2 separate regions of the Cyprinus carpio genome follow, and region 2 is linked to region 1. A link is a contact called in public Hi-C data. All regions are on one chromosome and are shown on one strand. Each heading gives the region's core, a stretch centred on a gene start, on an enhancer-like site or on the middle of the called end of the contact. The rest is flanking DNA. Distances are from core to core; before and after follow the strand shown. Region 1 holds the start of LOC109097591 (peptidylprolyl isomerase domain and WD repeat-containing protein 1-like). Region 2 holds the start of cwc27 (spliceosome-associated protein CWC27 homolog).

What was found. A called contact is a pair of places that touch in the nucleus more often than the background predicts.
Region 2: a Hi-C map of liver shows a contact between it and region 1, with 9 times the contacts expected there. The contact joins the promoter of cwc27 here to the promoter of LOC109097591 in region 1. A contact is called at or near these places in 5 of 8 Hi-C or Micro-C datasets (liver and skeletal muscle).

Annotation. Positions count from the first base shown.
Region 1 is chrB10:5,751,810-5,754,509 of ASM1834038v1, forward strand. It overlaps LOC109097591 (peptidylprolyl isomerase domain and WD repeat-containing protein 1-like), which reads right to left and starts at 1,320. Exons shown (of 11, transcript XM_042732215.1): 1 at 1,150-1,320; 2 at 852-954; 3 at 252-355; 4 at 1-69. The coding sequence starts at 1,276.
Region 2 is chrB10:5,889,835-5,892,534 of ASM1834038v1, forward strand. It overlaps cwc27 (spliceosome-associated protein CWC27 homolog), which reads right to left and starts at 1,293. Exons shown (of 14, transcript XM_042732218.1): 1 at 1,052-1,293. The coding sequence starts at 1,093. LOC109057621 (protein SREK1IP1-like) reads left to right here and starts at 1,665. Exons shown (of 5, transcript XM_042732220.1): 1 at 1,665-1,832; 2 at 2,235-2,282. The coding sequence starts at 1,820.

The sequences.
Region 1 (2,700 bases), core at 70-2,569:
TGGCCTTGTCATCACCCACAGAGCAGAAAAGAGCTCCCTCCGCACTGACCGAGATACACTCCATCACTCCTGCATGCCACAAACAAACACAGACAAATTATGTACAAATAATATTTTTTTTTTATATTTTCTGACAGAAAAAGCCACTACCACAGTGCTAGTCTTGTTGTAGGTTGCTGAGAAGCGGTTGGTGTGGTGTTGCTCTCTTCTTCTAGACGGTTGCTCACCAGATGTAAAAACAGGACACCTACCCAAATGGCTGCGGAAGTGCTTGACAAACTCCACTCCTTCATCCTCTTTCTTCTTCCAGAATTTCACATGCCCATCTTGACTCGCTGTTATGATAAAATCAGTTCTGGGATGGTAAAAAGAAATTAAAATCACAATCAAGTCAAACAAATGCACTCGTCTTAGGGCTGTAAAATCGATTAATCGCTTTCAAAATAAAAGTTTGTGTATACATAATGTATGCATATGTACTGTATATAAATACACATGCATACATGTTTAAATTGAAGAAGTATATATAATATATATTAATATTTATATGTTTGCAAATACATGCATTTATTTTTCTGTTATATTTTATATTTTAAACTTGTCAATCAGGTAAATTTATCTAGCTGGCTGACGATGATTTTTGGATTTGGAGTCTCCAGCGGACTTACAATAGAATTTCAAGATATAATAATATAATGCATTACAACATTACTAATTATATATGTATACAGACTGAGAGAGGGTTTTTTCATGGTGGGGTTAACGAAAACTACTGGCCTGACCAGGCATGCAATAAAAACAGTATTCATATATTATTAATATTCTGAGGTGGCAAACTGAAGGGAACTTACTTGGAGCAAACAATGTGTGTTATGACATCCCTGTGCATGTAGCTTCTCTCATACATGGAGGCCGAGGGTAAATTGTCCAGGTACAGTCTCTCAAACTCTAGAACTGCAGCAGAACATTAATAAACACATCTCAGTCTGAACCAAACAGCACACTGCCACGAACACAGAAGACATGCAGTATTTGACAGAAACGGCTAACTGTGTCTCGAAAGCTCTAGTTAGGCAGCTCACTAGGTTTAGAGACAGTCATAGACTCTTCCGGGTTTTTGAAGCATAAATCAAGTTAACGTAACGTCACCTTTCTTCTTTTTTGTTTGTGTGGCCTCATTAGGCAGCGGCCCGACCCATCCGCCTTCGTCTTCATCCTCATCTTCATCTAGTTTGCGTTTATTTTCAGAACCATCACGGCTCACGTCGGTCGCCATGTTCAAATAAAGTTCATATTTCTTCTTCGCTGGTGGTTTTAAGGTAACCAACGGCTCTCCTTCCACACACCGCCGACTACAGGATGGGAGATGAACTTCAGTTAGCAGGCACTCGATCTAAATAAAGAGCATTCTCCTCGAAACGCCACATCTAACATTATTTTCTGCATTTACAGTTGTAATGATAAATTCTTGTCATACTGTACAACAGAAAGTGCTTTGGTAATCCTGTTATATTTAACTCTGTTAATTTGTTGAGTGGTATATGTATGTTGTTCCACAGGACATTTTTGAGTGATGTAGGCTGACAAATGAACGCACATAGGCCTATAGAAGTTTATGTATAAAGTGCAAAGTTTTGAATTTTGAAAATTAAAATGTGTAAATCTCTTTTACAGCATGCCTAAGTCTGTCTCATCAGTTAATCAAAGTTCTACACATACTTGCAGTCTTGAAAACTTGGGACAAATGCAGAAAATACGTCATGTTAGTAGACAAATGCAAAGACCGTCCATAGAAAAGAATCCTACATTATAAATTAAATTTTAATAACAATTTTAACTTTAATTTTAAATGCATACGACATTATGCACTTAGCATATTTACTTGATTACCCTAAGGTTAATATTTTTTTTTTTTTTTTTTTTTTTTTCTGTTTTTATATATCATTGCTCATTAATTTTACATTTCTTACATTTCAAATTACTACAACATATTTAGATAGACTGTCAGTGGTCTGAAACCCTCTGCGTTTCTTGATAATTTGTACATACACTAGAATTTAATAACTTGGAAATGGATCTACAACCATTTCTGGACTCATAACCCTCAACAACTTTCCATGTGAGCGTTCACAGTTTATTAGTTCCAAACATTATTGTGTTTCTGCAACTATATGCACAACTCATCAATTCTTAAATTATATTCATACCTGGCAATATGGAATTGCTTTCTTTTGCATTTGCAAAGTACTTCATTATTATTATTTGTGTGATATGATATTTAACTTATTAACATATAAACTATCAACATACAAAGAATGATTATGAGAATATATATATATATATACACTTTATTTTAAGGTGTCCTTGTTAGAGTGTACTTATACATTTAAGTACTGAGTAATATTAATTAACTACATATACTTAGCCTACTATATGGTTAGGGTTAGGGTTAGGGTTTGGCTTAGGGTTACTTGCAAGTAATTATGCATAATGTATTATTTTAATAAGTAGCCTACATGGAACGTGTAACAAGGACACCTTAAAATAAAGAGGGTTTCTTTTTCAGTTTTGTATTAGTTTTGTATTTGATCAGTCGCAGTGAATCAGTGCACTGTCACATAGTCACCTCAGGGTGTCGCTCCGAACTAAGCGATAATCCTCAATCAGCGAACAGACGTCTAGCGGGGCGACGTGCATATG
Region 2 (2,700 bases), core at 43-2,542, 140 kb after region 1:
CAGAGCGTCATTACACAGATACAATGGTTTCTGTGTTTGAGAAGGCTTTCAGTGACAGCAATGTACACAGTGTACACAGCAAATACAGTTCAAATTACCCAATAAATCCTATCGCATTATATTTGAAGCAAGTTTCTAAAAGGCCTCTAAAGTATTAACATAATCAACACTTTGCTTAAAAAAATACTGGTTCACAATCTACTAAATGCTTTATGCCATCTGATTGATCATTTATAAGAAGAAATTCTAGTATAATTATAAAAATGTCCAGCTTAAGTTAAAGGCTCATATGTCTTTTTGCTTGAGTTTTTTATGAAGTGAACAGAATAATATCTTTATTATTGTTGTTTCAAGATAAACCCTTAACGGACTGAAGCAACTTAGGTTTCCTTGATTATCAATACAATTTATATATATATATATTATATATATATATATATAATATATATATATATATATATTTTTTTTTTTTTTTTTTTTTTTTTTTTTTTTTTTTAGAAAATTTTTGTTAAAATGTTGTTGTTTTTTTGGTGTTTATTTGTTTTTTGATCTTTTTTTGAAGTTTTTTAAAAGTTTTGTCTACAGAGCTAAGATTATAAAACTAGGCATTTAAATATCGCCTCACTCAGACATATTATTGGGAGATATAGAGTGATAATAACTGATTTATATAATTGTATGCAAGTTGTTAGTTTTACCCTTATCTCATTGATGAACATTACAAGCTATGAGAATTTCATCTTTTTGACCATATAAATATCAGCACCTGCAGCATACTGCTCAGCTTTTGGACTCTAAATAAAACGGAAGGGTTTTTTTCTTCTTCTTCCTGAAGTATTAACTTTAAAAATCTATAATTTCATATGTCAGGCTTTACAGGGCTAACAACACAAGAGATGTAAATGTAATAAAAGCACTTGTTTTGCAAAAAAATGTTAACTCTTGACTCTTAAAAATACATAAATAAACATATATGAAGGATGGAGTAGATTATATCATCTGATGGACATTACATTTCATATTTTTTCATGAATATGAGTTTGAAACTCACCTTTCCGTTCGTGGGCGGCTCTTGAATATATATGTTGCTCATCTTTAACGCGTTTTATGTGGGTATATTTCCCTCAAACCTGGTTGATAACAAACGTACAAACTATACGCAGATATTACAAGAACATAACAAGCACGTCCAGCAAATATTAAGTATTTTCTTGTGTGATGTTTACAAGCGAGATCCTGTCACGCCGCCAGAGAAGATCCTTTCCTCGCTCCTGCAGCGTCCTCTCGGCCTTATCGCCCCCTACCGTACTGGAGAATAATAGGGTAAATATTAATATAACCTGTTAAAGACCAGTATCAGGAGATGTAGAATTCAAATGAAGGATAATAAACGTTGTCCTATCTTCAATGTGTAATTTTAAATATATAAAATCGGAATATACAAGTGCTTCTGAAGTAGTTGTCGATTGTGTTGTCAGGAGGAACATGTTACTTTTCTCCGCGCTGATGAAGATGAACCAATCACAGCCGCTTATGATTACACAGTTTTCTTTAATGAGTTTATACAAATTCAGTGGCAGGTCTTCATTCAGCGTCGTTAAAAGTCTGTCCTCGTTAAACAACTGCGCTCTTTAGCTGTTGTCTTGCTGAACGCGTCTGTAAGTGGAACCACAGTGTACCGTTCTCGACGTTTCCAGTCGGACTCTTTCACCAAACGGATCGGTTTCACGGTTTGAAAAGCGGTGGAGCAAAACCAAACGAGTTGTTTTGTTTTGTTTGTCTCTTTTATAATTTAAATTAATAAACAGTCGATGCTCTCATGGCTGCCCCAGGTATGCGTGTGCAGAGATGAACGGGTTGTCCGTTAGTTTTGGTGAATGTTGTTGATGTGCTACTTCTGGAATGTTCTGGAAACTCTCCTTCTCTTCATTAATATATTTACTGATCAACAACAGAGCCGTCGCTCTACACCAGACACATATCCCTGCGTTTCAGATTTTAATCTTAGTTGTAGGTAACTGATTTGTAAGACACTATGTCGACAGAGTTTGGTATAACGCAAGCTGCTCGTTGTTTTATAAACGGTGAGATTCATTCTGAAATATGTTTAGATGAGGATTAAACATCCAGCGAACCCGCGGTGTCTTGCAGCTAACATTAGCGGCTGGTTTTGTAACGTGTTCATGAATCCACGTCCTGAAGCGACACTGAATGTGTTTTTTATTTTCTAACAGGTCCAAACAAAGACAACATCAGAGCAGGCTGCAAAAGATGTGGATATCGTGAGTCTGTCTCATTTGTTTCTGTATATCAGTGTCTATCAGTCTGTTTTCTATATATATATAGTACAGGTAAAAAGTTTGGAAACATTACTATTTTTAATGTTTTTGAAATAAGTTTCTTCTGCTCATCAAGCCTGCATTTATTTGTTTAAAAATACAGAAAAAACAGTAATATTGTGAAATATTATTACAACTTAAAATAATAGTTTTCTATTTGAATATATTTTAAAAAAAATAATTTATTCCTGTGATGCAAAGCTGAATTTTCAGCATCATTCCTCCAGCCTTTCAGTGTCACATGTACCATCTAGTCTATCACATGATCATTTAGAAATCATTCTAATATTCTGATTTATTATGAGTGATGGAAACAGTTCTGCTGTCTAATATATTTGATGAATAAAGGTTAAAAAAGAAC